Linked DNA regions of Mus musculus: regions 1, 3, 4, 5, 6 and 7 are each linked to region 2. The links are chromatin contacts, called in public Hi-C and promoter capture Hi-C maps. All regions are on one chromosome and are shown on one strand. The core of a region is the stretch at or near the end of the contact, and the rest is flanking DNA. Distances in the headings are between cores, read along the strand shown. Region 1 holds the start of Dok4 (docking protein 4). Region 2 holds the start of Bbs2 (Bardet-Biedl syndrome 2 (human)). Region 3 overlaps Gm26843 (a long non-coding RNA gene). Region 4 holds the start of Ciapin1 (cytokine induced apoptosis inhibitor 1). Region 5 holds the start of Polr2c (polymerase (RNA) II (DNA directed) polypeptide C). Region 6 holds the start of Arl2bp (ADP-ribosylation factor-like 2 binding protein). Region 7 holds the start of Ces1d (carboxylesterase 1D).

What was found. Promoter capture Hi-C pulls out the DNA fragments that hold promoters and counts their contacts. A called contact is a pair of places that touch in the nucleus more often than the background predicts. Capture Hi-C pulls out chosen DNA fragments and counts their contacts.
Region 1: a contact with region 2 is called in a Hi-C map of regulatory T cells, with 5 times the contacts expected there. The contact joins the promoter of Dok4 here to the promoter of Bbs2 in region 2. A contact is called at or near these places in 1 of 39 promoter capture datasets (pre-B cells) and 1 of 484 Hi-C or Micro-C datasets (regulatory T cells).
Region 3: a contact with region 2 is called in a promoter capture Hi-C map of hippocampal neurons, with 2.8 times the contacts expected there. The contact joins the enhancer-like site here to the promoter of Bbs2 in region 2. A contact is called at or near these places in 2 of 39 promoter capture datasets (cranial neural crest and hippocampal neurons), 1 of 484 Hi-C or Micro-C datasets (forebrain) and 3 of 115 datasets of contacts at active chromatin or transcription factors (astrocytes, embryonic forebrain and stem cell-derived neural progenitor cells).
Region 4: a promoter capture Hi-C map of liver shows a contact between it and region 2, with 2.5 times the contacts expected there. The contact joins the promoter of Ciapin1 here to the promoter of Bbs2 in region 2. A contact is called at or near these places in 3 of 39 promoter capture datasets (liver and pre-B cells), 2 of 484 Hi-C or Micro-C datasets (CD4 T cells and double positive thymocytes), 1 of 115 datasets of contacts at active chromatin or transcription factors (memory CD8 T cells) and 2 of 9 other capture datasets (adipose tissue and liver).
Region 5: a promoter capture Hi-C map of liver shows a contact between it and region 2, with 2.7 times the contacts expected there. The contact joins the promoter of Polr2c here to the promoter of Bbs2 in region 2. A contact is called at or near these places in 3 of 39 promoter capture datasets (liver and pre-B cells) and 1 of 9 other capture datasets (adipose tissue).
Region 6: a contact with region 2 is called in a Hi-C map of muscle stem cells, with 4 times the contacts expected there. The contact joins the promoter of Arl2bp here to the promoter of Bbs2 in region 2. A contact is called at or near these places in 4 of 39 promoter capture datasets (the 3T3-L1 cell line, liver and pre-B cells), 2 of 484 Hi-C or Micro-C datasets (CD4 T cells and muscle stem cells) and 1 of 9 other capture datasets (liver).
Region 7: a contact with region 2 is called in a promoter capture Hi-C map of 3T3-L1-derived adipocytes, with 3 times the contacts expected there. The contact joins the promoter of Ces1d here to the promoter of Bbs2 in region 2. A contact is called at or near these places in 2 of 39 promoter capture datasets (3T3-L1-derived adipocytes and cranial neural crest).

What each region holds. Positions count from the first base shown.
Region 1 is chr8:94,874,268-94,877,976 of GRCm38.p6, forward strand. Dok4 (docking protein 4) reads right to left here and starts at 2,045. Exons shown (of 9, transcript NM_053246.3): 1 at 1,864-2,045.
Region 2 is chr8:94,096,388-94,100,099 of GRCm38.p6, forward strand. Bbs2 (Bardet-Biedl syndrome 2 (human)) reads right to left here and starts at 2,122. Exons shown (of 17, transcript NM_026116.3): 1 at 1,849-2,122. The coding sequence starts at 1,965. It overlaps Gm39226 (a long non-coding RNA gene), which reads left to right and starts at 3,155. Exons shown (of 2, transcript XR_879106.1): 1 at 3,155-3,712.
Region 3 is chr8:93,569,859-93,573,388 of GRCm38.p6, forward strand. The region is part of intron 9 of Gm26843 (a long non-coding RNA gene); the gene reads right to left. Among named protein-coding and RNA genes, the nearest start is that of Ces5a, 36 kb to the left of the region's middle. Within about 2 kb of position 1,858, at least 85 of the 459 cell types and tissues checked have an H3K27ac peak or open chromatin away from gene starts, as enhancers often do. A contact at or near this core is called in astrocytes, embryonic forebrain, forebrain and 1 more, where this site is marked.
Region 4 is chr8:94,836,704-94,840,220 of GRCm38.p6, forward strand. It overlaps Ciapin1 (cytokine induced apoptosis inhibitor 1), which reads right to left and starts at 1,637. Exons shown (of 9, transcript NM_134141.4): 1 at 1,549-1,637. It overlaps Coq9 (coenzyme Q9), which reads left to right and starts at 1,710. Exons shown (of 9, transcript NM_026452.3): 1 at 1,710-1,794. The coding sequence starts at 1,719.
Region 5 is chr8:94,855,962-94,859,535 of GRCm38.p6, forward strand. Polr2c (polymerase (RNA) II (DNA directed) polypeptide C) reads left to right here and starts at 1,489. Exons shown (of 9, transcript NM_009090.5): 1 at 1,489-1,680; 2 at 1,786-1,835. The coding sequence starts at 1,595.
Region 6 is chr8:94,664,587-94,668,683 of GRCm38.p6, forward strand. It overlaps Arl2bp (ADP-ribosylation factor-like 2 binding protein), which reads left to right and starts at 2,014. Exons shown (of 6, transcript NM_024191.2): 1 at 2,014-2,315; 2 at 3,011-3,072. The coding sequence starts at 2,278.
Region 7 is chr8:93,195,430-93,199,143 of GRCm38.p6, forward strand. Ces1d (carboxylesterase 1D) reads right to left here and starts at 2,375. Exons shown (of 14, transcript NM_053200.2): 1 at 2,239-2,375. The coding sequence starts at 2,290.

The DNA of each region.
Region 1 (3,709 bases), core at 795-3,294, 780 kb after region 2:
GAGGCCTTGGCTCGAGAACAAACACCACAGAGCCTGAGTCCTGCCTGGCCAGGCTGCCCCACCCTTGACAGATCTGATCTTATCAGGGCTGCAAATCAGCCCTACCTGGACACTATCTCACCGTCCTCGGTCTGTTTTCACTTCACAGCAGAGATTTGATTGCAGGTGGGTTGTCTCCACCTTAACTACCAACTGCCCCATCCCTGTGTGGTTGCTGTCTGCGACCAGCAGGGGGCGCTTCCATAGATCCCTAAGCCCCAGAAGGTTTGGTCCAAGGAGAGCCAGCCACAAGTACTGAACCAGGCAGAGCGAACATGGGGGGGTCAGGACATCTGAACACTCATGGTCCCCAGCAATGTGGTCCAATGCCTCATACCACTGCTGTCTGTTCTCCCCTGGTACCCTGCCACCTCTCAGTACATAAAGCCTTCTCAGTAAAGTTCACTGCGCTTGCTTTTTCCTGCCTCTAACTAAACTCCCTCCCATGGTCTCAAGTATATTCCACTGCCTCATTTGGAGCTCCGCTGAAAATCTGCCTCCTCCTTCAGGCCCTCCTGACACCCTGGCCTTGCTAATTAGCTGTCTCTCAACATCCAGTGTTTCAGTCTGTCACATGTCACTATGAGATTTGATGTTCCCGGTTCCTTCATCTGTCACTTGGCCATGTAGGGACACCTACAATGACAGTTCCCAAGCCCCTTCTATCTAGCTATAGCTCCATCCCAGTGACCAGGACACTGATAAAGGACAGAGTGGATGCCAATCTAGGGAGGGACACTAATTATATCTAGCATTGTCCCCATCCTTTCAACACCATTATCAGCTCTGCTTCCAGAGAGTGTAAGCGGCAGCGGGCTCCCACTTCTCCACATCTCGGTGCCAACTGGCAAGACCAGCAAAGTCCAGGAGAACCAGCCGGGTCCGTGATCCACAGTTTGTTCAAAGCTGCCTCAGGGGACTTGTGCTGCTGCTGACACTGTCTGAGCCTGGCTAGGGGCCCCACCTTGGCTGGGGTTGTTGGATGAGGTCACATCCAGCCTGGTGCCCTGCCCAGGAATACCCAGCACCCAGGCACAGAGACTAGCAGCAGAGCGAGAGGGACACAGCTCCTGGGACCTACCTGGGATACCTACACAGCAGCCTGCATTTCTCCGAAAAGGGCCCTCAAAGAATGTGCAGGAAGCGCAGCCCCTGGAGGCTGTTGGAATGTGCTGGAGCTGACACCTGGCCCCTGGCTGCCCTGTCTTATCAAAGCCCTCCATCCAAGTGTCTGGCAATTGTTTTGCTCCCACCGCTCCACGCAGGCAGATTGCACAGAACTCCCGACTGCCCAAGGCTCCACTCCGGTCCTTATGCTGTGACAGATAGCTGTCTCCAAAAGAATGTGTACAGACTCCCAGAGCCAGAGGAGAAAGGTTTTAAGGCAGGAGGCTGCTAGCCCGGAGGACTGCAATGAATAGGAATGCCACTTGCAGGTCGGATAGGCAGTAAAAGGAAAGTGTCTCTTGGAATTTGGGGAGCAGGAAGGCGAGGAAGGCTGCTTCCGGGAAGAGGCTCAGGGAACCGGGGATCTGGGTTTCTCTGATGGGTTACATGGGGAATACAGGTGAGGTAAGACTCACACCTGCGCTTCCTAGAGATGGGAGCTGGTTGAGGACGGCTCAGGGAGTTTCAGGGTCTCGCTGGCTTCGAGAGGCGCGTCTGAGTCCTCCTTCCTTAAAGTAGGACGCTCCCATAGCTGGGAGAGCCCGCGGGCTCCGGAGGTGACCACAGGCGCCCCAGGATGAGAGTTGCGGGAGTCTCACGTCTCGGTGAGGCCTAGGGATCCCCCCCCCCCCCCGCGCTTCGTATTCCCCTATTTACCTAGGCGCCGAGGCCCGGGCCGGGGCGCTGGCTCCGCGGGACGCGGGGCGGGCTCATGCCCGCGTCTCGGCGCGGCCGGGAGGGGAAGGTAGGGTGGCGGCGCGCGGCTCTGGTTGTAAGCTAGAAGTGAAGCGCAGCCGCCAGCTCCGGATCCAGAGGAGACTCGGGAGGTAGCTGGTTCTGCTGATCCGCGACGCCACGCCCCTTGAGGCCACGCCCCGCGCCGCCCTGGCGCCGCGCCACGCCCCACCGCCACGCCCCCGCCCATCCCTGGCATCGTGCCACGCCCCTTCTCGGAGCCACGCCTCGTCCCGGAGTCCTGCCAAAGTCTTATTACTAGGACAGAAATTTCCGCCTGGCAGTCTAGCCCTCTGCTCACTTCTAGTACCCACCTCAGTCGCACCAGCTCCTCCCTGAGCTCTAAAACTCAAACCCACGTGGTCTTGCATCTGCTGGAGGCTGAACCCTATATCAACTCCCAGTCCTTGAACCTCACCTCCCAACATCAAGAGTCAGTACCCTGCTAGACATACACTTTGCTACCATCCAGTCCTGCTCAGTACCTGCCCCACTTCCCCAATCGCACACTCAGCTGCACTCTGTGAGAGATTAGCCTAATGCATGAAGGAATCAAGAACCCAGTACCCACGCATGTATATCCCCTGCCCCGTATCCTCCCAACCCTACCTCCCCACCCCCTCTGCCGGAACACTAGAGACTCAGCCTTGTCCAGCAAAGTAAAGGAGCCATTTTCTGTCCGCTTAAAATGTCCCAGGATTGTCACTAAAGTGTGTGTTAAGTGGAAGCCACGGGGCTATAGGACAGGAAATGGCTTTCTTCTTCCTGGATGCTAAACTGAACCTCCTGACCTTCCCATGACCTCCTGACCTTCCCATGCAGCTTCCAAACTTGACCCTCTGCTTTACTTCAAACAGCAGCTCATAAAGTCCTCAGCTCTCAAGCCCTCAGAGTGAACTGCTTTCATCCTGGGACACTGCTAGAGAAGCTGTATGGCCACAGAGAAAAAAAGAGAGTTTCAACAAAAAGAGGCCTCTTAGCCTGGCCTAGTAGTACTTGTCTATAATCCCATGCTGAGGCAGGAAGCTGATGAGTTCAAGGCCAGCCTTAGTGAGATCCTACTTAAGAAAGAAAGAAAAAGAGAGGGGGGGAGAAAGAAAGAAACAAAAAGAAAGAAAGAAAGAAAGAAAGAAAGAAAGAAAGAAAGAAAGAAAGAAAGAAAGAAAGAAGAAAAGAAAGAGAGAGAGAGAGGAGGGGGGAGGGAAGGAAGGAAGGAAGGAAGGAAGGAAGGAAGGAAGGAAGGAACCTTCTCTAGGTTCAATCCCCTGAACTGCAAATTAATTGTAATAATATAATGAAATTTAGAAGTATCATCTCTAAGTGGGATTCCTAAACTTCATTCTCTTTCAAAATTTTTACTCAATATCTACTTCTACCCACTGTGCTAATTCCCTTTTCTTTCTTTCTTTCTTTCTTTCTTTCTTTCTTTCTTTCTTTCTTTCTTTCTTTCTTCCTTCCTTCCTTCCTTCCTTCCTTTCTTTCTTTCTTTCTTTCTTTCTTTCTTTCTTCTTCTCCTCCTCTTCCTCTTTCTCCTCCTTTTTTTTTGACACAGGATTTCTCTAGCAGTCCTGGAACTGGATGTATAGACCAGGTTGGCCTTGACCTGCCTTCTTCTGCCTCCCAAGTGCCACCATACCCAAATTTGTATCTAATTTTTGGCTTTACACTTATAAATCTGTTTGTAGATCCACATGCGGGTGGATGGTCTGACACAGAGTCAATCTGAGTCCCTGATGTTTTCCTACCCTGAACGTTAGCAACTTGAAGT
Region 2 (3,712 bases), core at 872-3,371:
AGTCAAAAAGGTGGTCAATCCTTTGAGAAAAGGCCCAACAACTTTGGCATTGGGGAGGAAATCCAGCCCAAAAGAGATCTAACATGCTTAGTCAAATGGCCCAGCTACATCAGGTTGCAGCAGCAAAGAGCCATCCTCTTTGAGTGGCTCAAAGTACCTCCTGCCATTAACCAGTTCACCCAGGCTCTGAACAGGCAGACAGCTACTCAGCTGCTTAAGCTTGCACACAAGCACAGGCCAGAGACAAAGCAAGAGAAGAAGCAAAGGCTACTGGCCCGTGCTGAGAAGAAAGAAAATACCATTACATAGTATTGCATAATTTAAATATATGTATCAGTGTGTGTCTATACCATATACAGTTCATATCCTATTACATATTCTGACATGATATATCATATACATATACACTCTGCTTACTCTCTCAAATGTAAGCTCTAGAGGTGAAATTTCATTTATCGCAGTATCTGCAGAGTTAGGAAAAGTGTCCAGCACATGATTGTACCTCAAATTAGGGGTTAAGGTAACACCAGTGGGATATCGTTGCCTCTTATATTGCAGTACTCCATTCTACGAACATGTATATGCACATATGCATATGTGGATGCGAACTTCTTTTGGATGTTTGTCAGTGCCTGGGATAAGGGCAGCTCAGGAGGCTGAACCCAGGCTGTTGAGTATGTTAGGCAATCGTTCTACCACTGAGTTACATCATCAGCCTTTTTAATATTACTATTTGAATATTCGTGTGTGTGTGTGTGTGTGTGTGTGTGTGTGTGGGTATGTGTGTGTGTCCAGGCTCTATAGCACATGTGAAGGTCAGATGACAACAACTTACAAGAGTCAGATCTCTCTCCATGTTGTGTGTCCCTAGGACAGAACTCAGGTCATCAAACTTAGCAGTGCATGCCTTTATCCAAGTGACAATTGGACAAAGAACTCCCTTCTTCTAAAATTTTAATTTTGAGACAGGGTCTTCCTATGTTGCCCAGGCTAGCTTTGAACTTATGATCCCAATCTCTTGAACAGATAAAATAACAAATGTGTAGCACTACCTCAGGACTGGTAGCGCCTCTTAACTAGTAGCATCACATACCAAGACGAATGTTCAGCATTTTACTTCACCATACCAGTTTATGAAATCATAACCCATTTAAACGAATCCTTATGTTCCTGCTACGGAACCCTAGAAGTAGCATATAAGGTAACATACAACACACATGGCAGTGTCTTGAAAACTCCTTACACAAATGCAATTGTGTACCTGGCATACCTGCTGAGTCTAACAACAAGAATTCAATCTCACTTTCACAATTTCTTTTGTTTGCAAACTGGGTCTAAATCTGAATTTTTTTTTTATCTGTGACCCTGACACCCCTTTCTCAGTATGTGGCTCATAATAACCATTTAATGAACACTTAGGTTATGGGGATAAGATCTGAATGTACGTGATCAAGGACCAAAACTACAATCTGAATTTAACATTGGGTTGTTGTCCCCACCCCACCCGCTTCCTCCACTGTAAAGAGGCAAATATGGAAGAGAATCCTGGAGGCAAGCAGAGGCCCTGGGCATGAATCTGGAGTCAGCAATCGCTGCTACTCCTGGACAAGCGCTCCTTTTTCTTGAGACTTCTTTTCCCTAGGTTCCTGATCTGTCCTCAATACTGTTCAACACTGAGAACCTGGTGATAAAAAACGTCACTGCTACAAAGCTGTTCTTTGAAATCCCACTTTGATGGGACTGGAGCCAAGGACAGCGGCGACCGGTTGCCAGGCAATGCGGGCAGGGGGCGGGGCAGCGTGAGGGGCGGGATCTGGAGGAGGCAGGAGTCCGGGTGGGAGCGGTTACCTTGCCCGCTTGGGTGGCGGCAGCCAAGCACGGGTGAGTCCCGTCGTAGCGCCCTATGGCCACCATGCGGGGGCTGATTTTGTGGCGCAGTTTCAGAGTGAACACAGGCAGCAGCATGATGGCGCCAGCTAGGGGCGGAAGACAGATGCCCGACGCAGGCGCAAGGCAAGCAGCTTGGCCGGCCGGTTGCCTAGCAGCGGATGAGGAGTAGGAGGTAAATACACGCAGGACTGCGGAACGCCACAGGCCCGGCGCCGGAAGCGCAGACTAGAGCGCGATCGGTGTCGCCAACTCTCTCTACGCCTGCGCGGACCCTCCCAGCGGCAGAGCTACGCAAGTCCCAACTAGCTCCTGCGACTGCGCAGTGGCGTCGTGCCTGGTTGGCCTGCGTTCTTTGTCTGTCCTCGGACTGCGGCTGTAAATTAGTGTTAGATGAAGCCTTACCTTGGCGTCTGGGATGGCGGTGTCTAAGCCAGTACCTCCCCAGGATTCTCTGTAGCGTGTCAGCCAAGCTGCACCCCGTACACGCCACACACTATGTCACCCTTTCATTCGTTCAAGAACTAAGGCTTTACGGGGCGGATAGTTAAGTGGGTGAAGACACTTGATACCAACCCTGATGACCCGAGTTGGAAGCAGAAAACCAGCTCCAAGGACATGCACACGCACGATTAAAAAAACAAAACAAAACTAACGTTAAAGTGCTTAGTGTATCCCTTGCTTTAGCTGTTATGCCCAGGCAAACGTCAATAGTAACCCGAAAATAATAATCCCCTCAAGATAAAAGTAAAGAGTATAGTTTATTTAAATAGTTTAGGTGGTAAATATAAAGCAGTAGAGAACGATGCAAAGTTGAGGGACATGGGAAGGGAAAGAGTACTTCTCTCCCAAGTCCAGTTAAGGCGCTCCACCAGCTGAGTCAAGATTTTCAGGACAATTAGCATTTGTACAAAGTTGCTCAGCTAGAGACAACATGCCCTTTATATGAAAAGACTTTCAACTAAGAATGTTGAAAAAGCACTGAATCCTGCTTAAGTACTAAACGGACATGGCCTTTCTCCTTTGCCAGCTGTAAATCTGTAATTTGCTAGGGACCTCACAAGAAACCCTACTTAAATAAATGATGTGACTTAACTCTTTACATCCTTGTGACAAGTCGGTTCATCTTAGCAAATTGCAAACTCTACTCAAAGCACCGGTGAAGTCACCTTATAAACGTATTCATCAAAAAGAAGGGAAAGAAAGAAGAGTAAATGTGCGGGGGGGGGGGGGGGGGGGGGGGGGGGGGGGGGAGTAGAAGAAAGGAACTAGCAGGTGAGAAGGATCAGCCAGCCATAGTATGCATGAAAATGTCATAAAAGACCTGCTACTTTGTAAGCTAATTTTCAAAGTAAAACAAAAGAGAGAAAGAAGATGGGAGTGGGGTGGAATTCCTAACAGCCCATTGAGATATAACTAGAGCTACTAAGCAGTCTATGTAGCTGATAAGATACTAAGTGAGTCGTTCCCTCTTGAAACCCACATCCAAGCTTTTGGCTATGTATTATTCTATCCCTTAGCACCTATCCTCTCTTTTAAACTCCTTCCCAGCCCCTCCCCGTTATGCTTATATTATAGTATAGCATATTACATTACATTAATTATGTATGGTATATGGTGTGTGTGTGTGTGTGTGTGTGTGTGTGTGTGTAAAACAATACCATGTGTTCTAGGGACCAAACTCATGTCATCAGCCATGTTGTTTTTAACCTGCTGAGCCATCTTGGTGACCAAAATCTCAGGAAACTTCAACTGCTTCAAACTGTCTGGTCCTGGAATTCTTTGCTGCAGTGAAACCAAGAATCCTGTTGTCACTTGGATGGAG
Region 3 (3,530 bases), core at 608-3,107, 530 kb before region 2:
CGTCAGTGTCAGTTGCTTAGCAACTGCCTTTGGCAGATGGTGGTAGAGAGAGCATGCCAATCTCTCACAGGGCTAAAAATACATTCCAACAACGACTACAACGACGACAACAGGTCTATTTTAAAAGATACAAGGCGCTCCCAACGTCCTCCCTTGTCTGCGAGGAACCGCAGTATACCAGTCCCTCCAGGCTTCTGGTTCCATCTGACAGTGTGGAAGGGGGCGTTCAAGGAAAACAACAACGACAACAAAAAGCAAAATGAAATAAACAAAACTGAAAGGCCAAGCACAAAAGGGGTGCTCAGAACACTGTCATGGGATAGGAGAGATGGGAGGAAGAAAGGAGAGAAGAAATAGCAGAGTGGGAAGAAATATCTAGGAGCCAGCAGCGAGCCTCATTCAGCTCTATTTTTAACCTATTCAAGAGGGTGGGGTTAAGGAAGCAAGATCATAAACCAGAGAAACTTAGCTACGGGGGAGACACAGTTTCACAGCAGAGGAAGCAGAGGTGCTAAGCATGAAGATGAGGAACTGGCTCATAGCCCATGCTCATGGGGTGCAGTCTCTGGAGACAGGAGACCTCCAGCTCCTAACCAGCCTAACTGTTTAACCACCATCAGTGCAGAAGCCAGTCCTTCTGAGCATGTGCATAGCATTTACTTATTAACTGTTCGTCTATACATTTATGCATGGAGCCCTCTTTTATACACTCACTCGCACACTCATATCTGTAGTCACCCATTGATATACTAATTATACACACACACACACACATACACACACACACACACACACATACACATATACTAGTTACTCGCTTACACACTCATGTCCGTGGCCATTCATTTGTACACGTTCATGGTATGTGTATAATGCCTGTGGCCATTCATACATTACATACATGCATGTGATTCTTTATACACTCATATATACATTCATGCTCATAACCATTCTATTCATACATTTGCTTGTATAAGCACTCACGCGTGTGACCACTTATTCATGCAGCAATTATTTATTAAGTCCCTGCTGCCCTATTGTCCCTACCCTGGAGACACGGTAAGGGACAACTACACATGATCCTCCTGTTTCTTGTGGCCTCCCAGGTAAGATAGGCACTGGGCAGTTAAGCACTGGGGTACCTCTTGCTACCTCCTTTAGTGGCATGCCCATATCTGAGTCTACAGTCTCTCCAGCCACAGGCCATTGCTTAATTGAGACTGAAGATAAAAATAGGAGCTTTGGCTACATTTGACCTTCCAGTGTGAGTAAAAATATTAAAATATATTCCAGTACCATATCACCTGAAGTCCAAATTTAAACATGCCTCTTACATTTTCTTTCCTAGTTCTGCTCTATAAAATGAAAAGAACCCTGATCTCCTTGCAGGGTTGTTCTATGGATTAAAGGACAACATCAAGATTTCTGCCCAGGCACAGAGGTCCCAGTCGCTGGCCTCTCGAAGGAGAACTTGCATGGGGATTTTGCTCAGGCCAACTGTTAACCACCTCAGTGGTGGAAAGGGGAGAAATGCATGCAATCTGAGCCCCTTCCCTACAGATCTGGCTAGGGGTGATGGCTGGAGAGAACACAGCTTTATCCTAAGGCTAAGCCAAAAGATGAGAGACACCACATGGTGCTGGTGACAAGTGAATTGGCAAAGAAATGGAAGAACCCTGAGACAAGATGACTGTGCTTGGGGGTAGGGCAGGGTCGGCATCTCTCTGTGGGCTGCTTGTTAAGGGTAAGGATGCCAAGCCTGTAGCAGAGACTTCCCGAATCGGAATGTCTACTGAAGGATGTGCCCTTTAAGCAAAATCGCTGGTACAATTATGATGTATGAGAGCCACTGGCTTGGGGACTGGGGAGGAACTGTTCTCCCTGGGGAATCAAGATCACAAAAGGCCGCTGTGGAATGTGAGGTCCTGGCCTGGATCCTAGAGCCGGAGGAAAAAAAAGATCTTAGTGAGAAACTGGGTGAAATCCAAAACACATCAGTAGCTTAGTTAATGGGATTGTGCCCATGTTAATTTCTTTGCTTTGATCGCTGTTCCGTAGTTACATAAGACGTGAGCATCAGCAAAAGCTCAGGGAAGGTTATGGGGACTTGCTGTGCTAGGATTGCTACTCTTGTGTAAATCTCAAATTATTTCCAAATTAAAAGTCTGGAGGGAACAAGAAAAAAAAAAGCCTGCTTCAGCTGAAAGCCCATCGTGGGCCTTCCCCCAATCCCCTGACCCACCACAAACACTGTGTGAAAGCTACTCCAAGCCAGCTTTAGCTAAGCAAGCACAGGTAGCCGAGAGCCCCCATCTCAAAATGCAAACAAAGCACCTGAGGGTGTTGTTTCTCTCCCCTGCTGCTCCCACTGGGGCCTAAATGTCAAGCCCAATGAATTACATTTTAATCTGTCTGTGTTATCAACCTGGCCAAGGGCTTAATTGGATGCCAGGCACACCCGCTGGAAGGGTTTGCATAATTCATCAGTATGGAGGCTGAGGAGGCCTTTCATCATAAGCCAGGGAGGGAGGAAGAGAGAAGAGGGAGAGGGGAAGAAAAGAGCAGGCCATCAGGAGAGGACAGAGAGGAGAAGGGGAGAGGGGAGGGGTGGACAGGAGTTGGTAAGGGAAAGGCCTCAGAGGAGAGAGAGGAGAGAAGCTGAGGAAGAGAGAAGACAGAGAGGAGGCAAGTCAGGGAGGGAGAGAGTAGGGAGAACAGGAAGAAAGAGAGAGAGGGGGTGGGAATAGGAAATGGACCCCAAATGACCTCCTCCTCTCTGCATTGAGATCTCCTGGGAGTCTTCATTCACTGCCAGGAAGACTTTCCAGGCTCTTCTATGGGACGCTAGACAGACTGTTAACATTTTACTGAAAATGTAAACCAAAATATCTGCTTGTGCGGCCATGAATCCTCTCCCTCTGTAGATATCTATTACCTGGAAGGAGTCTCCGTTCAATGGCTAAAAGGTGATTTTTTTTTTAAAGTCAGGCTGTGAAAAAAAAAAAAGTAAAACAAAAAATGTCTCCATCCACTGACCCATTACAAAAAAAGTATCTCCATCAACTAGCTCAAACAGGATGCGAAAGCCTTCTACCACTCTGCCCTCAGACCTGCCCCAGCTCTGTCCTGTTCCACACTGGCCCACCACACCGCCCATTCTTCTTTTCTATGGTAGACGTCTCTGCCCGATTACACATCTACGTTTGTAGGAGGCAGCGAGGTCATTATGCTCACAGAAAGAAATGCATAGCCTGTGCTCTGCCCAAAAGGCTGGGTTATGTGTTATCTGCGGACAAGACCATACTAGGTTCTCCCTCAGACCCTTGATGTAAGCTTGTTTTTCTCAGTCTACAGAGTCCGTCATTATAGAAGGGGTCGTGTGAAGTCAAGCTGTAGAACACATCTTTAGGGAAGGGGTCACTTGGACCTACAAATAGTTTTGATGTCATGCATACAATCTTTATTTAGCTCATTTGGTGCTTTGTTGTGCACAGCGGATTGAGTTAATTATCACCAGGAAAAAATCACCA
Region 4 (3,517 bases), core at 387-2,886, 740 kb after region 2:
TGACACCATCAACCCATGGCTTTTTAAAAATGTTAATACCGGGTGAATATGCATTTGCTTTTAATACTAGTACTCTCCAGACAAAGGTAGGCAGATCTCTGGGAGTTTGAGGCTGGTCTGCTAAGTTACCAGCAGGCAGTAAGAGCAGTGCCTCTCCTCTGGGAGTAACTTCTGGAGGTGGGTTTATTTATCTTTAAGGCACCTAAGAACCATAATCTTAGGCTTGGGTCCCATTTAAGGTGGCAGAGAGGCTGGGGGTGACTCAGTGGTAGCAGGTCCAGCTGATTAGGGATAGGGTCACAGTTCAGTGGTATGTGCTTAACCTAGCATGACCTGGGTCCACTCTTCAATACCACAAAGCGAAACAAACACCAACCAATAGCCAAGAATGTCGGAGCCTTCGTGTAACCCTAGCTCTCTCGGGAGACTGGTGAAGGAGTTCTGAGGACAGTTTACGCTCCTCGGTGAAACTCTTCTCTCAAAAGCCATTCATTATCAGGGCTCTGGGAAGGGCGAGGCTGTGCTTTGCAAGCATAAGGAGTTTGAGCCCCAGAACCCACATAGAAAACCTTGGGTGTGGGCTACCAAGATGATTCAGTGGGTTAGGGGTGCTTGCTACAAAGCCTGACAACCTGAGTTTAACCCTCAGAACTCAAAGTGGAAGCAGACACTCCTCCCCAACACACACAGAATCTTTATATATGTGTGTATACATGCATACACATACATATATATACATACACATATATGTGTACATACATATAAGTATATATGTATGTGTGTGTATATATATTTCAAAAGCTCGTGTGGCAAAGTTTGTTATCCAGCCTTAACTGGTACGCTTCAGGCCAACTAGAGGCCCTGTCACAAAGAAGGTGGCCACAGTTTGATGAAACACCAAGTTGTCCTCTGGCCTCCACACACATGCGTATGCACCTATACATACATGTTCCCCCACCCCATGACCATGACACTAAACATACACCGTTTACTTCTAGCAAACATCAAGACTTCCCTGGTAGAGCAAGCGAGGCAGTCCGCTCTACTCTGAAGACCCGCAGCTTGGACTCAGGCACCGAGAAGCGAACTTCTCCCGACCTTGCAAATGGCTAGTGATCGCTAGGGACCACACCCCGGCACAGGGGCAACTCTCCAGGACAAAAGCCTGGGTGGCTCCTTCTATAAACAAGCATCCTAGGACATAAATGCCGGGCTCGAATGGACAACCTGTGGCTCCAGGTTCTCCCCACCTTTGGTGCTTTCCGCCAAGTGCCCTGGAGGAGACTCAAGGTCACCACCGATGGCTAGGAGTAAACTGACGGTCCCGATGCCAGCTCCGGGTTTCCACGCGGAAAAAGGCGGCGGACGAGCCCCGGCGTCCAGCACGCCGCGTGCAGGGCCCCGGCCGCCGCGGCCCCTCACCCCGGCTTCCCCAAGGGGTGACAATGACGGCGCCAGAAGCCGAAGCGAGAGCACGGGAGACCAGAGTGGCCCCTAGGAGGGCCGTTAAGCCCGCTCAGATGCTCGAGCGACCCCGAGCGTCCTCACCTTCCTCGTAGCCTGAAAACCCGCTCCGCGGACGCCGGCTTCTCGTCCTGGTCTCTCGCGAGAAGACGCCGCACAACACCTGAGTCCTAGTGAGCGGACGCGGCCCCACTGACGCGTGACGCTGCCCGGCGCGTCGCCGCCCTCAGCGTGCGTGCGTGCCCACTTCCAAGATGGCGGCGACAGCAGCCGTGTCTGGTGTCCTCGGCCGCTTGGGCTGGAGGCTCCTGCAGCTGCGGTGCCTGCCCGGTGAGGTGACAGCCAGCCGAGCCGGGGCGCGAGGGGGAAAAACGGGAAGAAGGCGCAGGGCGGATCTGGGCTTGGCGTGGGATGATAGAGGCTCTGGTCGGGGCTAGCAAGGTAAAGGGCATCGGCGTGGAGCCGCTGGAGTCGCGAGCTGGAAAAAGCCACTTAAGGGTTTCAGTCGCCGGACTTTGAGCTGTGAGGGGGCAAAAGCCGCGGGGCAGTCCTGTCACCCCGGTTCCCCAGAGGTAATGGAGCTTCAGAGAGGGCTCGGTGTGCCCAAGGTCACAGAGCTCGTCCGTTCCAAAGCGTTCTCCGTCGCCGTAGGCGCTGTGCCAGCCTCGCTGGAGAAACCGACCGAACAGCCACAGAGTCAGTTATTGCCACACCACGTCACTAAGCTGGTGACATTCGTCATTTGCTGCCATATGCCCCGTATTTTTATCTCCACAGTAATAGTAGACATTTACTTTTAGAAACTTTGTACATTGTCATTAAGTGGAAAAGCAAAAATCGCTGTCCGTATATAGAATCTTTCTGCACTGACACAGTGACAAAAAATATGCAACTAAAATCTCCATGAACCGCAGAGATCTCGCAACCATACTTTGGGGGCTCCTCACTTCAAATTTTCTGGGCCTATAGCAAATGCTGATGTTGTTAAGCATGCTGTTCTGTGTTTCTTTCCTTATTATTTTCAATGACTTCCTTTGTGGCATTTTTAGCTAGAGTTTCAGACGAAATATGTTTAACAAAAATAATGCAATGTGAGCCAACAAATCCAGTCATAGGGTATTTACCCATGAAATTGTGTCCACAAAAAGTTCAACTGTATTCCCGACAACTTTATATTAGGTGGGCCCTTAAAGCCCAAACATTCATCTTTTTTTCAATGTTATGCAAGCAGTTTACAACAGGTATCTCCGAAGTAACCGTCCCCTTTCTGAAGTATTTGAGATAAAGTCTCACTCTATATTTCTGGCTGACCTGGAACTCACTGTAATATAGACCAGACTGACCTGGAACTTAGAGAGATTGGCCTGGTCCTGCCTCCTGAGTGTTTTCTTTCTTTTTTTTTTTTTTTTAATCAGAGTTTACTTTTTTTTTTTTTTTTTTTTTTGGTTTATTTATTTATTATATGTAAGTACACTGTAGCTGTCTTCAGACGCACCAGAAGAGGGCATCAGATCTCTGTTACAGGTGGTTGTGAGCCACCATGTGGTTGCTGGGATTTGAACTTCGGACCTTTGGAAGAGCAGTCGGGTGCTCTTACCCCCTGAGCCATCTCACCAGCCCCCTGAGTGCTCTTAAAAGAGTGTGTCATCATGCTTTTCTTTTTTATTCCTTTTCTTTTTTCTTTTTTAAAAACTTGTTAGTCCTGCCTCAGCCTGAGTTATATAGGAAGTCTATGTCTCAAAATAATACGGGCTGGCCTTTTGATTTGTGTGTGTGTGTTTGTGTTTAAAGCAGATGAAGTTTAACAAAGATGTTCATGTAGGCTTGAGCACAGTGGTTGTGGAAAAAAGACAGGCACTCAAAAGAAAGTGAGACAGATCCAGGAAAATGGCTTTTCAGAGATTTATAAAACATTCAAAACATTTCTAACTGTTGTCACAGACTATGAGTTACCTATACTGTTCTTGTAAAATACACTAATTAGGAGGAGAGGGAGAGGCTCTGCAGTTAAGAGTGCATCCTGCTGTTGCAGAGGATGCTAAGTTGGCTTCCC
Region 5 (3,574 bases), core at 239-2,738, 760 kb after region 2:
CTAACACATATGGACATTGTTGAGTATACGTTGGGGACCTTTGAGGTGGCTCAGTGGGTAAGAGCACTTGCAGTCAGGCCTGGCATCCTTCCACACACGTGATGTATTGGTACCATTACATACATACACATATAAAATAGAAATACATTTAAAAAAAAATTTTAAAAAAAGCCAGGCGTGGTGGCACACACCTTTAATCCCAGCACTTGGGAGGCAGAGGCAGAGGCAGGCGGATTTCTGAGTTCGAGGCCAGCCTGGTCTACAAAGTGAGTTCCAGGACAGCCAGAGCTATACAGAGAAACCCTGTCTTGAAAAACAAAAACAAAAACAAACAAACAAAAAAACATGGGTTTTGTTTTTCTTGTGTATGCATTACAGTACTCTCTCTGACATTAGCTCGGATGTGGGTCTCTTGTTTGCTTCTTTGTGTGTTATCTAACTGTCCTGAGAGCATCCAGGGGATTCTTCTCTCCATCTTCCTACTCACAGGAGCCTAAGATTAGACTCTTGCATTACCATGCCTCTTTACAGGTGTTCTGAGAATTTGACCTTGTGTCCTTGCACATCAGGGTTTGGCTTCGCACCCTGGAACAAGTGACTGAGGTGCATATTTTACCCGTCAAAGCAGACCTGGCCTCCAGGTTCTCCCAGCATCCTTCAGTCCCCACCTGGCATGCTCTGCCTCCACCCTGAACTTTCCAGCCCAGAGGCTGGGCTGCCCTTCCCCAAGAGGTTCTTCCCTATAGAATCCAGACATTTTGCTCTTGCTCTCTGGATCGATCTATCTCCCTCCCCCTGCCCCAGGCCCTTTCTCTTCTCCCTCTCTGCCCTTCCCATGGCGGTTCCCCGGCCTCTGTTCTTAAGGCCAGTGAACTCACCTGAGAGCAGCTTCCCAATAAACCTGCCTTTTAATATATTCTAATCTGTCTTGAATTGGCTCATTTTACCAGCAGAGAAATAACCTATCAGTCGTCTTGCATGCTTGAGTCACCTCCCTAGCCATTTTGTTCATGTATAGATGTACAACTTTTTAATGGTTTTTTTTAAGGTTTCATTGTATTCCTATGTATTTTAAAAATTATTTTTATGTATAAGGATGTTTTGCTTGCATGTATATTTGTGCACCATGTGAATACCTGGTGCCCTCAGATACCAGGAGAGAGTTTCCTCAGAAACTGAAGCTAAAGATGTTAGGCATCATATGGGTGCTGGGAATACAATCCAAGTCTTACATAAGAACAGCCAGTGCTCTTATCCCCAATGCCGTATCTCCAGCCCCGTATGTAAGTTTAACCAAGTCTCTATCGATCATTGCCTAATGCGTTATTTTTAGCAGTTATAAATAACGTTGGCATGAATGACCCTGTACATTTAATTTTTGTGCTGTATATCTTGGGGATTTCAAGAGTATAGGACCAATGCATTTTGGCGCCGGTGTGGTTAGAAAACACAGGCCAGGAGAGTTCCGGCCTCCGGTCAGCAGGTGGCGCTGCGCCCGCGACTAGCCGGAAGCGCCGATTGCCCCGCCGACAAACTGCTGGTGGCCGCGCAGGCGCGCTGTGCGGCTGGCGCGGGAGCCTGGCGGAGGGTCGCGATGCCGTACGCCAACCAGCCAACAGTGCGGATCACGGAACTCACCGAAGAGAACGTCAAGTTCATTATCGAGAACACGGACCTGGCGTAAGGCGGCGAGGGGAGAGGCGGGCGGGCGGCCGGGTCCTCGAGCTCCTGACCCCGGGGCTGTGGCTTCGGGGCCGCTCACACCGCCTGTCTTTCCTCCTGTAGGGTGGCCAATTCCATTCGGAGGGTCTTCATCGCAGAGGTGCCCATAATAGGTAAGCGACCGTCCCTGGGAGCCCGTGCCGCCCACCCTCCGCCCGGGGTGGGGGCTGAGAACACTGCGGTGCTGTACGCTGGGCTGGGGCAGCCTAGGCCCGCCTTGGTGCGTGCCTTGCTCAGCTGCGGGTTTCCCAGTACTGTTCGTCTACCCCAAAGCAACAGAAATCAAAACCAAGCACTGTTAAACAGCGGAGGGCTGCAGCCTCCTCATCCGGGCGGTGTAGATGCTAGGCGTCGTTAGCAGGTGATGCAGCGATTGCCGAAGTAGTGTAGATGATGCGCTTTTGCTTTGACGTCAGTGTTCGCTACTGGCTGGTGTCTTTTGAACATATATGCTGATTTTACAAAATCATGGGCTTCGTTATGTAGTTTGAAATCTACACACACAGAGTGTACCTGGTCTCTCCCATCCTTCCAGATAGTACCCTGCTATACTTTCTTGTCGTCTCCCCCTATCTTTTTGAAAACCTTTATTTACATATATGTGTCTATCTCTGGGCTCGAGTACCGGAGTTCATGTGTAGAGGTCAGAGTACAGCTTGTAGGAGGGATTCTCTTCTCCCACCATATGGGGCCCAGGATTGAACTCCTTAAGGCTTGACAACAAAAAGTATCTTGCACATCTTGCAGGCTCCGAACTTTCTCTTTATTAAAGAGAGAAAGAGAAAAAGAGAGAGATTCCACATGAGAGAAAGCATGTGTTATAAAGATTTTCTAATTTTGTTTGTTTGTTTGTTTTTCAAGACAGGGTTTCTCTGTGTAGCCCTGGCTGTCCTGGAACTCACTTTGTAGACCAGGCTGGCCTGGAACTCAGAAATCTGCCTGCCTCTGCCTCTGCCTCCCAAGAGCTGGGATTAAAGGCGTGCACCACCACTGCCCGGCTTAAGATTTTCTTTAACAAACAACATACTTTTGTTCCTTATTGTTGAAGTGTGTGTGTGTGTGTGTGTGTGTGTGTGAGAGAGAGACAGACAGACAGACAGACTTCGGTTTTTTGTTTTTTTAAATCCATCCTGGTGTCTTTTTAAAAATGAATTTCTTATTTCTGCTGCATATGTAAATCATGTACGTTTTCAGTTAGAGACAAGACATGAGCAAACATAACAAGGCAAAATATGACACCTTCAGGAGAATCTGACCAGTTTTATCGTTTGTTTGTTTGTTTGTTTTGAGAGAGGAAGGAGGCCAAAAGGGAGTGGAGCGTTTGTAAACATGGACACTCGAGGTTTTCTGAGATGGGGAATTCCCACCAGGGGTCGGGGAATGGGAATGGTGGAAGTAGATTAAGGGCATTCAATGGGCCCCAGAAGTAAATCATCAGGAAGCTTGGTCCTTGCTTGAGTTGAGGAAGCACTGCGGTGAAGGGCAGGTTGGGCCTATCCTCAGCTGGTCTTCCGGCCTCTTCCTGGCCTACATCAGCTCCTTGAGAACTGGGTTTCCAACACCACTGATTTCTGAACATTATTGTTTACATGCAGGTGTTTGCTGATGGGTGACTAGACACATGCTTAAGTGCAGCATCTGTATGCTACAGCCCCATTTGCCCAGCAGTGCCTGGGGGGGGATTGGGTTCTATTGTTAGTGGGCTTTCCCTGGTGAAGCTGTCCAGTGAACATCTACTGATGAGAGGAACACTGAAATTCCAAGTGGGCTATCTGGTTATATCACAAACGAGGTGTGGGCCCTGAAACTTGGGATGTTTTGCTGTTGTGATGTTTTCCCTGACTTTTAAGTT
Region 6 (4,097 bases), core at 764-3,263, 570 kb after region 2:
AGGGGGTGCTATTTTTTATTATTTTTGTTTGTTTGTTTTGACGGGGTCTCTCATAGTCCTGGCTGGTCTAGAGCTCCCTTTGTAGACCAGACTGACCTCAAACATACCTACCTGCCTCTGCCTCCCAAGTGCTGGGATTAAAGGTGTACTTCATCATGCCTGACAGGAATACTTGCTCGAGTCCAATTGCTGTTGTGTGAGAAAACCCAAACACCTCCAGAAAGCCTGTATGGAGAGGGACTGACACCCTTCCCCAAGCCACTACCCCACCACCACCACAATCCTCACCAACTCCCAGCTGTGAGCCACCACTAAATTGCCACCCACCTGAGCTCTGTGAAAGTCATCTCAAGCTCCAGTGCAACCAAATGGAAAAAAGATATCCTTGCCAAGACCTTCCCAAAATGCAGATTAATAAGTAAATGAAATGTTTTAGTTCACTAGGTTTCTTGAGAGAGGAGTTGTAAAGAGCAATAGGTAACTAGTGGAGACAAATTTTTCATTCCTTTTCTCCGTGGATCCATGATTTGGAATCAGCAGGCAGTTCATGTATGTATTCAAAAGTAAATAGGATATAGAAAAAGGATCTAATAGGATCTTAGTTGTCTGCTCTGAGCTGTCTTACCAGTGCTCAATGGAACAGAATTTTTAGATGCTTGTCCTAGTTTGCTTATCAGAGCTGTGACAAAACACTAATCAAAACCAATTTGTGAGAAGAAAGGGTTTATTTTGTTTCCACTTCCATGCAACAGTCCATAACTGAGGGAAGTTGAGATAGGAACCTGAAGGCAGGAACTGAAGTAGATAAAGAAATGCTGTTAACTGGTTTGTTCTCCATAGCATGCTGAGCTTCCTTACATAGATCCTACACCTGCCCAGATATGGCACCACCCACAGAGGACTGGGCCTTCCCTCAGTCATTAAAATAATCCACATTCAAAACCAGGAGGTGATGGCACATGGCCTTTAATCCAAGTGCTTGGAAGGCAGAGGCAGGTGAGTCTCGAGTTCAAGGCCAGCTTGATCTACAGAGTGAGTTCCAGGACAGCCAGGGCAACACAGAGAAACCCTGTCTTGATGAAAAAAGACAGACACACACAAAATCAACTTCTTTCCAGGTCACTCAGGTCAAGCTGACAAAAAACCTACCAGCACGCCTGTCTTCAGCTTGACCAGGATACTCTGATCTTCCAGTGTCTTTGAAATCATCTTGGTTCCTGATGCTGTTAAGATAGATCCATGGATACACATTTTATGTCCATTCCAAAATGATTCAGATTGGCCACGTAACCCTAATTCATACCATAAATTTTCTAGTTATGTACTACACATTTGGCTAAAAGGTATCAGACCACCAAAGAGGCATGCTTAAAAAGGGGGCGGGGGGGGGGGGCGATCCCAGGAAACCTTTCTTCATGGTGTGGCAGTTTTAGAGGGGACTTTCTCCAAAGCAGTTATTCAATTTCTGATTACATCTCTCTCAGTGGTTGTCAACATTTTTGTGCTGCATAATTACCCAAGGAACCACTTACTGCCTAATAATTGTTTACGGGTTTGGTGCGAGTAAGCTGGCAGCAAACTCACTATGTAGCTGAGCAGGTCTTGAATGCCTTAAACCTCCACCTTCCAAGTGCTGGGACTACAGACGCATGCCACAACGCACTGCTTTTGATTTGAAGATCACAAATTAAGTTACAAGTCATCCACTTAATGCCGTGGACCCTTCCATACTTCCAAGAAGTAACTCTCTAGTAAATCAGACGTCTGCATTATCTAGGACAAACTATGAGAGTGGCTTTCGAGCAATTTGGCTATTTCTAGCGCTCTTAAAACACGGTTTCAACTACCTGATCTTTACAATTCCTAAATTGAAAATGAAGAAACCGAGGCTCTTGGCTCCAATTCTTTCATCCAGAAAAAAAAAAAAAAAGTCTACTGCCACCATTTTTTGCAGTCTTCTGCGTGAGACCGGGAACCTGAGGCTGTGATTGGCTGCTGGAACCGCGGGTAACCATAGTGACAGGAGGCGGGGCTGCGAGCTCCGTCTGCCCTAACACACCGGCGGGGTAGCCCCGCGAGAGGCCGGCGGGCGCTGGGCCCAGCCAGGAGCCGCAGCCCCGTCCTCGCGCGATCGCCGGGCGGGGCGTGGGTGCGGCCTTCTGCGGGCCCTTGATGCAGTTGAGGCCGCGCGGGTCAGAGAGGATCCCGGCCCGGCGGCGGGCGCGGTAGGAAGCGGCAGGGCCCCGGGCCCGGGCCGGTGACTGCGGCGCCCCTACGATGGACGCCCTAGAAGAAGAGAGCTTCGCGCTGTCCTTGTAAGTGAAGCGGCCAGGGTCTGCTCGACCTCGGCCTGCGGACGTCCTCTGGGTTGCGGGCTGGCCGGTCGAGGCTCCGCTCTAGCGGGGCGTTTTCTTCCCGTGGCCACCACGGGCATATGTCACAGATAACCAGCGCTTCCATCACAATCCTCTGGCCTCAATCGTGGCCGTCAGCAAAAACCCAGAGGCCTTGAGCTGCCCAGGCTGGCGGCGGCCTCACCGCCTGTCTAAAGCCACTCCTGACCAGTTACCCCCTAGGCCGGTGCCACTCCCGCGTGCGGTCACATTCACCAGCAGATAGGTGTGGCGTTAAGAGCCAGGATGCGGTGAGTAAATCCTGCGGGTAATAAACGCGGAAGTATGAAGTTGTGCCGCACCAGCCTCAGCTACCCAAATTGTTGGCTGCTTTTGTGATTGTCATACCGGTTTTCGTCACGAGTGTTTTCCTGTGTTTGTAATTTCTGTACTAGACAATAATCCTTGATTGGTGAAACTGAGTGATGGGAGGATCATCTTGCTATTATTTTTATGCACGTTGGGAATCTTACATTTTAAAAAATGCTAGTGGGCTTTGTTGTGATTGCCTGGTGTGTGCAAGGCCTTGGGTTCAATGCCCTTACCCACAGAAAACACAAGTTCAGCTCGAAAAATAATTATTTGGACCGGCACCTAATCCTGATGTGTTTTTTCAGCTCCTCCGCCTCTGATGCAGAATTTGATGCTGTGGTTGGATGTTTAGAGGACATTATTATGGGTAAGTTTCGACACTACTAAGTGACTTGTGCCCCTCTAGTTCCTATGGTCAATTCCTTGATTTAAATCAAGTAGACCCTTGCTTTACAACAATTTTTTAATGTATTCATTTACATATGTGATGGATCGTGGGTGGGGTTGTTGCCAGGAGACTATGGCTATGTGGAGCTCAGAGGACAACTTTGTGGAGTTGGTTCTCTCCTTCCACCTTCATGTGAGTTCTGAGGGTTGATCTCGGGTCACCCGTCTTACACAGCAGTGCCTTCAGCCCCCAAGCCATCTCAACACCCCAAACCTCTGCTTATAAGGGCATGCAGAGAAATAAATGTGAAGAGTTGATTTTCAAAACACAAAACACTGAAATTTTAACACACCGCACAATGTAATAGTAAGCAAGCCATACTGAGTTTTGTTGTCTTTATAAACAATCTGTGGGTCAGCAAGATGGCTTAGTGTGGGTAGTGGCACTCGCCCACAAGCCTGACAACCTTAGTTTAATCCCCAGGGTCCACAAGGTGGTACTGGCTCCCTAAAGTTGTCTTCAGACTTCCATACACAGGCTGTAGCAGGCATGCGCCTACTTGAAAACAAAATAAGTAAAATTATAATTTAAAGAAGAAAGAACCCAAAACCTAGTATGTGGCACACCTCTATAGTCTCAGCACAGGTGGGTAGAGGCAAGAAGATAGGAGAGTTCAGGTCCTGGCTCTGCCCTCTAAGCTCTCATGCCTTTTAATTAATGGCCATTGATTGAAGGTTTCAGAGGAGACCAATTTAGGAAACCAGTTAACTGGCAGATAGGACAGAGCTCTTGGCCAGGCTTCAGGTGATATTGACCAATTTTATTTCACACAGGCAATAAGAAAATTTTTGGTTGTTATATCGTTTTGAGCTTTAACATTTTCATGCTATAGAACAGAACATAAACCCTAACCCTCTACAGCACTTGTCCATGCAGGAAACTGGGTGTCAGATCTCATTGGATCTCTTCATTTTCTTTTGTTGTTTGCCTTAGGGTTTGTATTC
Region 7 (3,714 bases), core at 1,125-3,624, 900 kb before region 2:
GGGCTCACCTTGCAGGCATGGCAACAGATACACTCGACTTAATATTGAGATGCATAAGATTTTTGTCCTGGGGTAGAGCCAGGAAGGGGATACAGCAGTTGGAAGAGAAAGTGATGTCTCCTGATTGGTCACACAAGGGTTGTGACTTACAGTGTGGGGAGAGGCTAAGGGGATGAGAGAGGTGGGTATGACATTGCAGGAATGAGAAAGGGTGCTGTGGCTCACAGACAGCACACAGCCAAGCTGGGAAGGGTGGGTGCCCTATGACTGTCACCAGGAGGAGTCCAGGACAGAGAAAGGTAATCCTGGAAGAGAAAGAACACACCAGGGAAGACCCTGGAGGACTGAGTAAGGGGCTGGATTTTACTTAGCAAACAAATAAGCAGCAGAAATAGCTCTGTGGTAAAGCAGACAACACACTTCTAAAACCTTCTTGGGGGTTCTGAGCATGGTCTTCCAGGTAAGAGAGACTGGGCATCAAAAACATTTACCCTACTGCCTCTATTCTTGTAGAACAGACAGTCTTTGCAGTATCCTCACTCTTCTTCTATCCATTGTGGGACCTGCACAAACCAACTTGGTCCTTCTTTACATGGTTGGTGGACTTATAGACACTTGGTCATGGCTCCCCTGGTGTCCTCTTTGTCTGACCTCAGGGGCCTCAGTTTGTGAGAACATCCCTCATTGGGTAGGGCCTTTGAATTTAGACAAGATGTCATTCTTCCTCAAAGCTTGTGGCCAGAAAAGACAGGAAATTTCCAAATTTAGTGGGAAGTGGTCACTAGAACTGAAAACTCCTCATTGGAATCCAGCCTCTATGTCACATGCTATCAACAGCCAGATGCATACTGTGAATATTCAAGTTGTTGTTACTAGTTATTACAAAGAACGATGAACTTTCTGGTAGACATGTACATACAAAATCTACTTTACGATATTCTGAAAGACCATGGAGAATGGGATAAGATGCTGATATGTGTTCAGCACTTCTAAGAGGTGAAGGAGGGTGAAGCCTGAGGAGAAACGCCTGGGGTAGGCTTTGTCAGCTCGGTGATGGTCCACCGTGAAGTGGGTAGAAACAGATTATCTGGGGTCATATTCCTGCGTCAAGTGGATATACAGCAATGGCACAAATATTATGTAGTTATGTATTTAAAATTGTGTAATATCAGAGTGCAATACGGAACATTTGCTCTGTGCCCAGGCACATTCATTCTCTTTACATAATTTCTCAAAGAGGCCTTGCCAGGAGAGCAGGCAAGATTTCAAAGCACCAAGCATTGACTGTAAAAAGGTGAAAACAGGGTGACATTACAGGCTGGGGGAACTGGAATCCCCAGGGTGTAACTAATGTGGGTCCCATCCCCCACCTTATCTAAGTCTCCTGCCTGGGCCACCCACCTGTCCTGATCTCTAAGATCTAGTCATCAAAAAACCCAAACAAAGTCCTATATCCCCCAAACCTCCCAAAGAACTCCATGTAACCGCCCCCTCCACCCCATGCCACCTCACTCCTCTCTTCTTTTCAGGTGAAACTACAACAATGGCTCTTGCTTGCCCGGTCTCTCCGCTGCCCTGGCCTCCTGACTAACCTCATTGTTTCCTCTTTTACACCATCCCTGTGACCTGTCCCTGCCTTGTGGGAGCTTCAGTGTAACACCATCATCTCAATTGTCTGATTTAAGCACGTTGTAATTTTTATTAATCCATTACGTTTTCAGCCAAACCTTTTGCCTACCTTTTAACCTAACTTACCCTCTGGACCCAGAGCAGAAGCAACCGCTCTTTTTGTCCTCAGTGAAAAAGGCACTCCTGTCATCTCTGCTTTAAAGGTGGGGGTTCCCTAGTCACTGTATCACCCAGGCTTTGCAAACTTTAGGATATCAAGTTGGAGTTATTGATTAGGAGCCAGATATAAGGCTGGCTCCTGAGTTTATGCTTTCCATGTTCTGCTCAGCCTCTCTCTCTCTGACCTGCTTGCAACTTGACAAAGAATCACAGGGAAGCAGCCTGATCCTTCTTCAGCTCTCCTGTGCCTCCTATAGCTGGGTATCCCAGTGTCCATCCTCCTCTCTGTCTCTGTGGGAGTCAAGTTCTTCGGACTTTGATGCACCCCTTCAAGTGCAGAAAGCAAAACTCACCAAGGGACTGGACTATTTTGTCCACAGCATTGCCCATTGTGCCCAGAACAAAGACTGAAAATGTACACACAGACATTTGTAACCCAGAAGAACTTACCCCAAGCTGTGCACGCAGCAAGAGAAAGCCATATCAGAGGGTAGAGGCCCATTGTGGAAGGACAAGGGCTCTGTGGGTCTCTGAGCTATCTGCTGCTTTAGCAATGCTTCTGTTGTGGACCAGGGGACCCGCCTCCTTAAGTCTTGCTCAACCAGCTCAGTTATGTAATCTAAGCTTAAAAAAAAAAAAAAAAAAAAAAAAAAAAAAAACTCTTCCTTCCAAAGAGCTCTCTGGGTGTCAGTTGGGCCCTCCAAGCCACGCCCACTAGGAGTTTACCCACTTTTATCTGAACAGTCAGTGCCCAGTACTCAGATTACAAGTGGCCAGAAACCCATCCAACAGCTTCTTACATAAGCACCTCTCCCTGCAGCACTCTCACCTCAATTCAGTGCACCCTGACCTCTCAAGAGCAGACAGCAGCAGCCAGGTGCCTGCAGGTAGTGGGAAGTGTTGTTCTGGGGTCCTTCTACAAAGCTCTGCTCAGCTGGGATGTGAGGACGGACACATTTCACAGCCTTCCTGGACCTGCATGTCTTAGAATCCATACTCTCGAGTTAGGAAGGGAACTCACACTCTACCAACCTTTAGAGGATTCCTAAATTAAGTTTGTAGTATTCCTGCCAAGTGACCTGGCTGGGCACGGTGCATACTTAGGTTCAAGGAAGTTTACCAGAGAAAGAACCTTTGGACATAATGTTCATGTAGGAAACAAACTCCGCTGGCAACAATCCTTGCTTCTAACCATCCATGCATACACGTACACACTGATTCTTCAAACATTGCCAAAGCGCATGGCCTCCCTTTTCATGGGAGTGTACAACAGCAGGTGGGTCAGTGCATCTATGCAATTGCTGACCCTAGCCTATTCCAGCAGTGTAGCCTCTTCATACTTTCATGTTTGGGTACCTCTTTTCATTCCTCTGGTGTGTATTTTGGTTCTTTCATCTAATCATTTATTTTTAAGTTCTCAGGATGCATTACTAAGTTATTTGTTTGATTTTAGAAATCTTTAATTTCTTTAAGATCAAATCTCTTTGACAGATCCATTTTGGAAAAAAATAGTTGACGTAAAATAGTAGTGAGCTGATAAAATAATAGACATTCTACAGCTCTGGAAGGGTTCAAGTCCATTTGATGCATAATTATATCTTCTTAAAGACATGAGACTGTAGTTACTCATGATATAGAATTTCCTCCCGAAGTACTTCTGTTTTATCTGGGTTCTGTATGTTGTATCTCCATTTTCATTTCATTTAAGGAATTTTTCAACCTTCTCCCTCTTCCCTCTATTTCATCAATGAATGTACTTAAATTCACACAGTGGAAGGAGAGCACAGAATCTCACAAATTGTAGTTGAGTTTCTCACCATGAGCAGCAGGGTACTTTGTGACTGGAGTCATTTGAAACCCCTCAGAGACCTTGATCACTAGAATAAGCTGGCACAGGCAGCATCACTGTTATCTTTACAGCCATAC